Regions from separate parts of the Mus musculus genome. Here region 2 is linked to region 1. Evidence: chromatin contacts called from public promoter capture Hi-C data. All regions are on one chromosome and are shown on one strand. The core of a region is the stretch at or near the end of the contact, and the rest is flanking DNA. Distances in the headings are between cores, read along the strand shown.

The links. Promoter capture Hi-C pulls out the DNA fragments that hold promoters and counts their contacts.
Region 2: a promoter capture Hi-C map of liver shows a contact between it and region 1, with 2.3 times the contacts expected there. The contact joins the promoter of Mtus1 here to the enhancer-like site in region 1. A contact is called at or near these places in 6 of 39 promoter capture datasets (the 3T3-L1 cell line, 3T3-L1-derived adipocytes, cranial neural crest and 2 more), 3 of 115 datasets of contacts at active chromatin or transcription factors (bone marrow-derived macrophages, embryonic stem cells and pancreatic cancer cells) and 1 of 9 other capture datasets (adipose tissue).

What each region holds. Positions count from the first base shown.
Region 1 is chr8:40,582,029-40,588,368 of GRCm38.p6, forward strand. Mtmr7 (myotubularin related protein 7) reads right to left here. Exons shown (of 14, transcript NM_001040699.1): 6 at 5,020-5,154. Among named protein-coding and RNA genes, the nearest start is that of Mtmr7, 50 kb to the right of the region's middle. Within about 2 kb of position 3,078, at least 104 of the 459 cell types and tissues checked have an H3K27ac peak or open chromatin away from gene starts, as enhancers often do. A contact at or near this core is called in bone marrow-derived macrophages, liver and pancreatic cancer cells, where this site is marked.
Region 2 is chr8:41,130,748-41,137,087 of GRCm38.p6, forward strand. It overlaps Mtus1 (mitochondrial tumor suppressor 1), which reads right to left and starts at 2,979. Exons shown (of 14, transcript NM_001005863.2): 1 at 2,734-2,979.

The DNA.
Region 1 (6,340 bases), core at 1,828-4,327:
GAGAGTGCTGACCGTCAGGCTGCAGGGTGCCCCTCCCCATCCAGACATGACCCAGAGGTCTGATGTGGGAGCTTTTGTCACTTTCAGAACCATAGATAAGATACTTGATATGTCAGTGTAAACTGGTTTCAATGCTAATGGATGCTGAAGAAACGGAGTAAGCCCAGATTGCTTTAACCCTGCACAGTACAGGCAAACAGACAAGTCCTGCCCAAGCTGGGAAAGATTTCACAGGGATACATGGCTGGGAATGCTCCTCTCTTGCAATGTGACTAAGCAGGCCACCATTTATGGAGAACAGTGTTCAGTTACCACTATCTTCCTAGGGCCACAAAGGCTAGGGGACTAGCCAAATGGGGGTTAGTGAAGGGGTCTGCTTTTAAGTGTATAGTATTAAGTAGTCCTTCAAATAGTTAAGTTTAAAAAAACTAAGCTAAATTAAAATGCTTTGGTCCACATCCTCTAGTTCTGAAAACCTCCTAAAAACAAAGGTCTTAACATATATAGATCAAGACTGTCTGTGACAAATGGTTTTGTAAACATGAAAGCCGAAAACCTATGACTGTCTCCTCCAAGTGGTAACTGCGTAAACAAGGGCATATCCATGCTGTGGAATACAACCAGGGACCAAAGACACAGACCCTGCCTGACCTATCTCTCCCCCGTTCTCTCTCACATACACCACACAGCTACATGTACATATGTGTAAGCTAAGAAAATGTTCATTCAACCACCCACCGTTAATACTTACTGATTCATTTATTTACATTCACTAAGAAGAATTAAAGTTACCATAGACTATGCCAATTGGGTAGCAATTTCATAAGGAAAAAGGGAGTGGCAAGCTGCAGGGGGATACTATCAACACGACCTCAGCTACTCACGCAGCCTTTCACAGTTACAAGAAGCACACGTTAAGTCAGGACCATAGAGAAGAATGAGACAACCAGGGAGAAAACACAATACAGCCAGAGCTGAGAGCAAGCCACTGCCACAGGAGTCCCTGCTTCGTCAGCAAGCGGGCTCCTGCTCCCCTCCTCTGCTCCTCTGGCATCTATGGGGCTGTGGGCTCTTCGGGAGACTGACCCCGGTCTACAAAAGCAAGGCACATCCCTAAGGCTTTAGCCATAACCAATAAACACTTTCATGATATATCTTAAGGGATATATATGTTCTAATATTTTAAGGGGATTTTTTTTTTCTTCCAGAAATTACATATGCATGTTGCTCTCATGGAACTGTGTACTTTTAAAACGTTATGGCCTTACATAATTATTTTCAGGGCAGTTTCAGCTAAACCTCTGTAATGAACTTCATTAAATGCAACAAATCAACAGATCCAACGAGCCTGATGTTATATGAACTACACACTTATTCTGCATCTAAATTCAAGGTCCAGCCTTCTCATCAGCCCCGCCCCATCTCTTCTGAACATGTATAATACGTGATAAGCAAAGCACTCTTACTACTACAGTTCCTGCATATATAACATATGCTCACACTTTAAATCACTTAGGAGTTACAATGGGAGAAACGGCAGGCAGTTTTCCTTAAAAGCAAGTAGGAGAAAACCTCTTCAAAGTCAGTCTGTAATTCACATAACAAACACAAGGTGGCGATATTTAATCTATCATACAAACTATTTTTTAGGAGCTCTACTTATTTAATGTGGCAAAAGCTGAACTTTCAAAGCAGAAACACAGGTTTAGAAATAATAAACACCCAAAAAAGATATTCCAGACTGAGACAGACAGACAGACAGACAGACAGACAGCTACCTTTAGGAGAACTGGGCCAAAGCCTAGCACAGGTGTCAAAGAGTGCTCTTTCTTCTCCTCACTAACTTAACTGTGGCACACTCTTGGAAATACTAGATGATTTTATTGCCTACAGGTATGACCTACAAATAAGCTTCTCAAAATGTCCCCTTCGCCATCCAGGGACATCTTTCACGTATTTAAGAGTACAGGATGAAATCTTGATCCAGGCTAATTTAAATTTTCAACCCATATATGATGCAAAACGGTCTCTTTCCCTGGGTACAGGCTCCGTGAGGTGATGAGGGCTCTCCCTTCCCGTGGCTTCTAACAGGCTCGCCTGCTCTGTGTAGTTGGTAGAAGGGACCATGTGGAAGAGATGCAGTTAGATAAACAGCTCTTTGCAAAGCTAGGCAATGTCAGTTGTCTTACTGGTTGACAGTGCTTCTGATTGCTAATAACTGGCTGTCTCTGCCTTCTCCGCATAGGCATCCAAAGGGTGACTTTCCTAAGGCACACAGTATAGGCTCCTAGAAGTACTGTGCCACCTTTCACTCGCATACGAGATCCACTGTGGCCTGAGCCTAGACCAGCAGCCATTGCCAGCTACATTAGCCCCAGGTCCCTCTCCGGGGGCCTCCATGATAGGTAAGCTGTGTTAGCAAGGTTTTATCAAGTTTGTTAAGGTCCAAATTAAGCCAAAGGATATTTGTCCATCCTTGCACTTACAAAGAACAGGACTGAAGACTCTCCCCTCACCTGCTACAAAACACAAATGTCTCTCTCCCACTCTCTTTCCTCTGTCAATGGCCACCTTCAAACTTTATGCATATAACCAGGAAATAAGATCCCAGGTTCCCACTTTTCAGGTACCCTGAACTTCATAGCTGTATCTTGAAGATGTCTCCTGCATGGGACCCAGTGAATAGACATTACCTCATTACCAAGAAAGAGAGAAATACCCTATGACTTCCTGTTAGACAATGAAACAACCCCTGGCGCCGTGACACTAAGGCCACAACCACAAAGCAGTCCATGGAGCTGAGGCATGTCACAGGGCCGGTCACCACAGAAGCAGGTGACTGACTCAACCTTGCCCCTGCCTTTAGGACTCACACTTCCTCCATAGCTTAGACAGATGACAGCCTTAACTTCAGGACTCATACTTCCTCCATAGCTGGTAGGCAGGCACACAGCTTAGAGCCCTCCTGCTCCACTGGCTTGAGGTGACTTTGGCTCAGCCTGGAGCTGGGTGTGTGATCAACTTAGGTGTCAACCCTCTAGAGTCTGGAAGCGGGGACAAGGGTCCCCTAGAGATGTTCTGGGAAACAGAAACAAAAAAGCCACTGGCTTTGATGTCAAATAAGCTTGTATTTAACTGAATGTGGCCTTGGGTCTAAACCGTGTGGTCTCAGTGAATTACCTAACCTCTTTAAAGCTAAGTCCAGGAAAAGACAAGAAGCCTCCCAATCTGCAGAATTCTTCCAAGAGTGAAATGAGAACGTGCTGAACATTTTTGCAAGCTCAACAGAATGCCAGCATATCTGACAGAAGAGGCTGAAGTACAGAGACACGGTCCTTGTCTTAGACCTCCACAAATACCGTTCTGACTCAATTCCATGTGTTAATGTACCAATCTCTAGCAACAGCTGAGACCAAGGAGACTTTTCTCAGTACATACTTAAGGCTTTCACTGCCTCTGCGGCCCATCACTGTCCCATCAGTGAACAAACAATTCAAAAGGCTTTCATCTGGGTGGGTGGCTTGGGAAGCCCTTGTGTGGACTTAACCCCGCTCAGAGACCAAGGATCAGGACCCTGGGAGCTGCCTCCCAAGCCTTTGTCTTTATTATTATTATTATTATTATTAATTATTATTATTATTATTATTATTATTATTATTATTATTATACTAGGAAATAAAGCTGGATGCAGAAGGCAAGGACTGAGGACAACCTGCATGCCGCCATGCAACCCTTCTGTGGCAAACATCTGCATACTTTCCTGGTGGCCTAGGAAAACTACCGCACCTGAGGGGTGGGAATCAACCAACGTGGTCATGAAAAAAAAGAAGAAAGGAAGGAGGGGAAGACAGGGAGAGAGGAAAAGAGAGAGGGAGGGAGAAAGAGAGGGATAGAAGAAAAGAGAGAGGGAGAAAGAGAAAAGAGGGAGAGAAAAGAGGGGGAGAGAGGAGGGGAACACAAAGCTTGAAGCAGTTTTTACAAGCCACATCTTTGCACCTGAGAAGAGAGCACCCAACTTTCTTTATCTACTGGATCAGAGTCAACTTCTTACCACTTAACAATAAACAAAGTGAGTACTAAATATACCCTTCAAACTGAATCCTTAGGACTAAGAAGGTGGCTTTAAATACAGACAAGGCCTGGTCCTGTGGCTGCCACGTTCTAATAAGGACTTACACTACAGGGACCTAACTTGGATCACTGGCTCTTAGGAGGTCAATCTGTTTATCCCTGTTTAAAGCTGGAAAAGTAGGGTAGGAAAAGGATTTCCAGTCTCCACTCAGTAAAGCCCTGAAGCCTGAGTTTGTCTGCAAAATGTCCTCTGAGAAGCACATAACTTATCAGAAAATACAGAACAGCTCTACCGTACACAAAAGATACAGGGCGCGGGGAGGAGGGCAGTCAGGGTTGGAGAAAGGGGTTTGCACCTGATTCAGACAGAGGCAGAAACTGACAGGCAACAGAAGTTAATCTGTCACATCTTTCAAGGGCAGACCTTCTTCCAGTCCTTCACCCCTGGATCAGAGATTTGATCTATGTTGTGCAATGAAAGCTTACTAGAAAGTCAGGGCCCATTATGTATGATGTGAAGACTATGTCTATAAACATCTACAACTGACTATGCCACGAAGCTCTTACTCTTAATGGCTTTCATTTTAAACTGACTTGACCAACTAAGCTATTTTTCCTCTGTCATATTTTTATTCCCTTGTAACCTGTTTTGAATAGCACCGCTGACATTTAATCCACAGCCAAACTACTTGCAAACCTAAACAGTAAGCCATTTACTGTGTGACCGGCACAATGGTAAAAACCGGAAACAGAAATGTACTCAGCACACTCAGCCCCTTCAGGAGCTGAGATGCAGCAGAGAGCAGCCCTTTGGTGGCCCCATGGTCTGATCAGACCAGGAACAACCCTCTACAGATAAGGCAAAGGGTTGCTACCAGTCAAGCTTTGGTTCCTTCCGGCCTCAGGACTCAGGGCTGCAGAGACACGTATGAAAATGGTGACACTTACTTTAGGCCTTGTGTCCACGACATAAATGAAGTCACTTCCAGGATTGGCTTTCCTGATGGCTTGGAGCATCTGCTCATCCTCCAGGCACCGAGCGCTGAAGCCGGAAAGGGGCTGGCTGCTCCTGCAGATGGAGGCCTGCGGGGAGAGGCCACAGCAACACAGAACTGTCAGAGACACTGTGGGAGCATCCCCAGGAAGAGGCGCCTGTGGTTAGCCTGCACTCCACACCAACATGGGAAAATGGTATTGGATTTTATGGAAATCAAGATAGGTTTACTTTTAACCCAAGCTGAAGAGCTTGCTACCTGGGTAAGCTTTCTGTGTAAGGTATTAGGAATGTGTGGAAATGTTTAAGTAGGATCCATACCATGAATTTAAAACTTTTTAAGCAACCTACTTTCCTTTTTAGTAATAATGTTTTTCACTGCTGAAAGCAGAATAATCACTTTCCTGAAACTTACAAGGCACTATTAGTGGAAAGACTAGGGAAACAATTTTAGTGCTTATTTGGTGCTTATTGTCTTTTTTTTTTTTAATATACTAGTCTATTTAAAAGAATCATGAGTACCCAAATCAAATCTAAAGGTCACATTTTCACAGTAATAAAAGCCCAGGCTACTGCTAGGTTTGCCCAGTAGGGATGTTTAGGGGTCTCTTCAGACCCCATCTCAGCACACCCCACCATTTCCCTGACCCTCGTTTCCAACACCATACAAACATCTTTCCGTCTGTCTTTCCAGTCACCAGGTCCTAGGCCGGTGGGTTTAGTCAGCTATAGCTTTCCACAACCACGGATCAAAAGTATTCAACTAAAAGGACTGACTCTGAATCGACTTTCTGTCGCCTTTCCCTAAATATCCCACCATAGCAAGTATTTACCTTGGTTGGGCATCTGAAACAATCAGGAGCTGATGTACAGTATGCAGGAGGGTGTGAGCAGAGTGCATGCAAACATTACCACTTTAGGTGAGGGACGAGCCCATGCAGGGACACTGGTGAGCTCTAGAACCCATCCCCACAGACAGCATGGACAGCTTGATGCTTCGGAAAATGTGTCTTAACAGACTAGAAATCATCTATGAGTCCAAGCCCCCTGCCCCCGCCCCACTGGGAATTCATGATGTGAAGCTAGGAGACCATGTTGGACACAATTTAAAGTAAAGTGACTTTTAAAACTGCTAGCATGGTAACAGAGAGCAAAGGATTAAGTGACTCTCAGTAAAAACCATACCCAGAATGCTATTCATAAGTGAAAGTCTCTAAGCATGACCTATAAAGTGGTTTGACATCAGAGGGAGTTAAGGGAGGGGGCGGAACAAGG
Region 2 (6,340 bases), core at 1,729-4,228, 550 kb after region 1:
TTAAATAGATGGTTTCAAGATTCCTCAGGTCCCAAAGAATCAGGAAAACCCTCACCCAACATTTATATACAGTTTCCCTAAGTGTTCTGATCTGATTGAGTGCAGGTGCATACAAAGGGCCCAAAGAGGACACTAGTTCCCTAGGGAGCTGGAGTTACAGGCAATCTGTAAGCTTCCTGATGTGGGGGCTGGAAACTAAACCCAGATCTTCTGGAAGAAGCAGACTGTGCCATTTCTCCAAGCCCTAAGACCGTCCTAATGACATATACCATTCTCCACAATTTGTCATTAACATGTGCAAAAGGAAAAAAAAATTGCACAACAGCAGCTACTGCAGAACATAGAAGTTGTAGTCATAGTTCCAGAAGTGACAGCCATATGTGGTTCCTAAACTGTGACTCAGAACTACTAAACATCCATTTTGGGAAAAACCAACATGTTTGACAACACTGAAGTACACTTCTGGAAGTCAACACATCTATAAATGTGTTTACAGGGCAAACACAAATTGAGAAAAATATTTGCAGTATGAACAGATGTATGCCAACCCAACGGCCTGGAGGAGGTTTTTATAAGTAGAAAAATGCCAATATCCCAAGAGGAAAATGTGATGCTACACTGAAATAAAAGGAAAACTATCCCGATGTAGTAGCACATGCCTTTAATCCCAGCACTTGGGAGGCAGAGGCAAGCAGATCTCTGAGTTCAAGGCCAGCCTGGTTTACAGGACAAATTTGAAGATAGTCAAGGCTACACAAAGAAACCCTGTCTCAAAATGAAAAGAAAACAAGAAAAGGAACTAGAAACCCATGTGGGGTACTTGATAACATTTGCAATCCTAGAAATGGAAACATAAATACCAAGATTGCACTCTTCACCTATAAAGCTGGCAATACTACTTCCTTTTAAGGGTGTTAGAAAGACGGTAACACAAGAGCCAGTTCTGGTCTGCTTAGTTTGACTAAGGCGTTTTGGAGACCAAAGTTCAATATTTTTAAAAGAAACTTTTGCACCACTAATTGTGATTTCCAAGGACTTTATCCTAAGGAAACCTACCTTGCAGACAAAATTTTAAAAGCGATTAAGGGTTGCAATAGCATATTTAATTACAGTAACTGAAAATGAAAAGATCAGCTTGTAAAACAAGGTTAAGTAAATCGACACGTGTATAGAATATAATGTGTAACACTTATTAAGATTTTGAAGGCTTTATATAATGGGGGAATTTTCATTATAGTTTACAAAGGGGAGAAAAAGAGAAATGGTGGGATTGACTCTTATTTTCCTGAATGTATCAAACTGTATACATCAGCGGTCCATTCCGGTTGAAATCAGAGCTCTCAGGGTTACTAATCAACATGCTTCTTAAAAGCTTAATTCTTGTAACTCTAGTTTCCAAAAAGTCTACAAGAAATTTATCCAGAATTTCACAATCCTAGCTAAACCCTACAAAAATTATCCTTGAATTCCTAACGGTTAATTAAAAGGTACAGACCTCTCCCAAACACAATTTGTTTCCCACATAAATCTAGTTTTTAAAAGGAACAGGTGAGGGGCTGGGGCAGCTATCAATGATAATCCAGGTGTTTGGTATATACAAAACTCTTCGCTCCATCCATTGAACAAGGGGGTGGGTCACGGGGGGGGGGGGCCGGGGCAGTGGAGAGAGGGTTCAGGTGAAGATCGATACAACATTTTAAAAGTATTTTAAACTAAATTCTATGCCTTTTTTAAAAAAACAGGGCAGGAACAGGTTTTCTTGCATAACTTTTCTTATCGATACAGTTCTTGAGAAATAAATCTGTAAACAAGAAGTTTAAACACACCCACACAACAGAGTACAGATTGCCCTAAAGGGATTGCTGGAGAGAACGGGGATGAACTATTTAAACTGATAACCTATTTGTAAAACATTCCTTACAGAGGTCATATGTTTAGCGGGGGCCCGACCCCACCTCTTTTTTGCCCTCCCACAAGTTGTCTCCGGATCCCCGGAATCCACTCCCACCCCCACCGCGCTGTGATTTGATACCTTGATTGAACTCCAATCACCTGGCAGAACATGAAAGCTCGCTTTCCTCCTGTTTTGCCTAAGACTCTGGTTTTAAGACAAACAAAATACACTGGATTTCCTCTGGTAGAACACAAGACAATTTAAAAGTAGCATTTTGCAGAGTGAGTGCCAGTATGCAAGCTATGTTTACAATTCAATGTGTCACTTTTACAAGTGAAAAGTGAACAGATCACCCTAGTTGGGGGGGGGGGCGCAAAGACTTCGCGGAAATTCGAGCTAAGTCCTCTATTGAGTAATCAATACGGCGACCCTCAACGTGGGCTTTCCCTTAGAGTTTGTAAGAACCCGCAGGCTGCAGGGAGTAAAACCCGCATGAGGACCTGGGGAACTGCACTAATTCCCTTTCTCCCATATTTTCTGCCCTGACTGCTTAGTGGGAATGGACCCCGGCAAGTCGCCCAGCCGGAAGCCTGAGGCTGCCAGGTCCAGAGCCAGAATCCAGCGCTTGGTGGGCGGCTTTCCACCGAGGATGCAAACTTGACAGTTGTCCTTTATCCACAATAAACCCACCGCCTCGGTCACTTTCAAGGTGACAGCAACTGCAGCCCGCTGTCCTGCAGGAGCCCCGCGGGTCCCACGTGAGCTCAGCCTCCCCACTCCTCCTACTTTGAAACCCACTAGGACACCCGCCCCCCTCCCCGGAAAGCCAGTCCGGTCACCGTGAGTGCGTTGCAGTCGCCGCTCCCCAGCTCCTCGTTCTCCGGAGGTCCCCACCGCGGCCGGGATGGGCGACGGAATGGGATCCACTCCGCGCTTGCCCGCAGAGCCGGGGAGCCAGCCCTGGGGGGAGCCACGGCGTTCTGCACCCTCGGCGGGTCCTGCCTTGGAGACGTCTGTACCTGGGGCTTGCAGATCGACCCCAACCCGCACCAGCACCCTGGCGGCCAGGCGGGAACCGGGAACCCGGAGCCCGGGCGTCCCAGCCTCCCCGCCCCGGGCCGCCAGGGGGAGGAGCGAAGGCGGAGGATCCTGGGCTGGGTGGCCTCGCCCCTCGCCCGCGGCGGCTCCTAGAGCCCAGACAAAGGCCAGGTTGCGGGGGGGAGAGGGGGGCAGAAGGGGCAGTGCCCCCCAAAAAAACTAACCTGAGAGACGAGCAGGGGTTCCTTGAGGCACGATGACTCCCGCGGAGCTCCACTACGGTCGCCAGCCGGGTCGGGCTCCCTGGCTAAACGTCAACATAAGCCACAAGCCCCGGGCGTACGTCCTGGATCGCGCTGCACCTGTTGCCACGTGTGTCGCAAAGCCACCGCTGCTGACTGCGCGCTTGGCTGGCTGTCCCGCGCGACCCCAAACCATTCACGTCCTGGTGGGAAAGCTAAGCTCTGCCAAGCCCAACTTTGGGGCCCCAGGACCGTCGGACAGGCTAGCTAGCCAGAGGGAGGATTGGCTCCTCCTGGGTCCCCTCGCAGCCAGAATTCCCTGTCCCGCGAAGGGCTTTGGAGTTGGGAGGTGGGGAAGTTGCAGGCTTATCAGCGTAAGGGTTTATAAGGAAGCAGCACTGATTGTTCTCGGAGAGTCCCACCTGCGCCCTATATTGTCTTCAGACTTCCGAGCAGATTACTAGCGAGCACCTATTAAAGATTAAAGAAACCAGCACTCCGACTGTTAGAAGTTCAGATGGGGGTGGGGTTGGGGTAGTGGGAGAAGCTAGGAAGAGAAGCTAGGTCTGGCCACTTGAAAGCCAAAGTCCTTGTTCTTGAATCAAACTGAGGAAATTTCAGCCTCCACTAAGCATATTTTAATATAAGGTTTTTTCCCTAAAGATTGATAGCCTGCTTGTAACAGATAAAAACATTCCTGAACATGTCAGACAACCCAGAACTCTAAGTTTAATGTATGCATGTGTGTATACATATATAAAACTACGTGGCCTGGGATTGCTGAAAAAGCATTTTCAGTACATTTCTTGGAGCGCAGAGGCGGGGGACGGGGGTGGGGGTGAGGGAGCAGAAGCAGCATTTCAGAGGTTGCCTATACCACGAATGCTGGATGATCTAATAGCTTTGCTGTTTATAGCTTTAAGTGCTTTCACGTGAACAATGATCCATTCTTCGCTCACAAGTAGACCCTGCTGTAAATAGGTTAGATTATTATCTCTATTATTTGAGTGAGGCAACCGAAGCTCAGAAAAGCCAAGTGACTTGCACATGGTCACACTGTGAGGGCAGCCAAGGCAGGCACAAACCCAGCCGAGCAGGCCCGACTCCCCCTTTTTTTCCCTCCATATTCCAGTAGATAACACCTCTTGCTTATCTTTGAAATCCCTGTCGTAATATCAACTCTGTCTGACGTTAGGAAAAAAATCATGTGACTAGTTTTAAAGTGGCACAGCATTAAAAACCATCGGACAATTCTCCCTTGAGCAAAAGGCACCCAACAAAACAAAACCAAAAAAAAAAAAAAGCCCCGGATGTTTTTTTCTGGCAAGTCATGAGATAATTATGCTAATTAGCAACATGCTTCCTCCCTAAGGAAAATCCTCCTTGTGTTAAACATATTATTTAAGCCTTTATAAGCCACGTGCCCCCGATGATTTGGCCCAATATAATCCACACACATCCAGATTCCCACCACCACTGCATTCCATTGTGCGACTTAGTTCTATGTATGAATATGGAATCAGTTTTACTTTTTATTTCTGTAAGATAAATTGAAAGAAGAAAACAAAATTTAAAAAAACAACCACTCACTGAAGTAATTGGAGATACGTCACAGTTTAGAGGCAGTCACGGTGCAGATGTGACTGTCACTTTTTTGAAGGTGTGGAAATCAGAACCTTAGCTTCTCATTGCATTCCCATAATCAGAAGTGATCTGGGGGCATCATCAGAGACTCTGTCCAGCCAAATGGTCATGAACTAAGGCCTATTGGCTTCTCTATCCCTCTTGGTTCTGGGCATATAGCCATGTTCCTGACCTCTGAACTTGAATGCTGACCTGCTCCAGAGTCCAGAATTAAGGATAAGAAGACAACTCTGCATAACTTCGTGGTGTTCTGTTCTAAAGAAAAGTTAGCATGTTTTATCCTCTGGGAGGAAAAATGAAAATTGAAGACTCTATTTAAAAATCCCTGTTTCACTTGGCAGAGTGTCAAAGATGAGAACATGCGATAGCCACCGGGCGTTGGTATAATGAGAAGAGAGGCAGTCAGAGTGCAGATGTAAACGTAACCTAGAGCGACTTCCATAGAGGGAAATTCAAAATCCTAACTGATTAAATAAAGATGCACAGGTTATTTTCACTAGAAACCCCTCAATGAGAGCTTATCTTATATTACCCTGCGGAACTTCCATGAGTATAAAGCCTTGTTTATGTCAGCCTTGTGTCTAGTAACAACATATTGAGAAACAACATACTGATTGATGAAGAACTCATTATAAGGAGTTTGTTTAAAAAAGAGTTATGGCATAATCATAAAACAAATCCTATGAGGACTTGAAAAAGAATGACACAGATCTTTTATTATTATAAAATAATCTAAGATACATCGTGTGCATATTTTTAAGTGCAAAACAATTATCTACTAGCATGTTGCCATTTCTATTAGGCAGAGAAAATCCATATACTTATATTGTATAGTATTTTATTCCTATAAACAAAATAATATGTAAAAATACACTTCCCAAATAAACTCCCCAAATAAACTTCAAGAAATTGATGTAGCTGGTTGTGTTTTAAAATGGAGTCCAGACACCAAAGGGTCAATTTTGAAGAGAAAGTTTTTATTTAATATAATTTCACATGTTCTACATTTTGATCCATGTTAATAGTAGACATTTTAAAGATGCTTCCCCCACTTGAGATCGGCCATAAAGAATGAACATGTTGGGGTGGTGAGATGGTTTACTGGTAAGGAGCACTGACTGTTTTTCCAGAGGTCCTGAGTTCAATTCCCAGCAACCACGTGGTGGCTCACAACCATCTGTAATGGGATCCGATGCCCTCTTCTGGTGTGTCTGAAGACAGGCAACTGTGAACTCACATACATAAAATAAATAAATCTTTTCTTTCTTTCTTTTTTTTTTCTTTTAAATGACTATGTTTTTCCATTAATAAGATAAATGATCATATTGCTTGTCCTCTAATCAGGGGGAAGCAAAAATGTTAAATAGTTGCTTTTAACTTTGCTTCTTCTCTAGTTCATTTAAATAAAAAGACTTCCACCCTCAAAGTCTAGCAAATGTGCTGTGATCCTGTTGACAATGGTGAGATTGTCAATTCCTTTCCCTAGCATTGACATCTGCAGTAAGGCTTGAGCCTGTTTCCC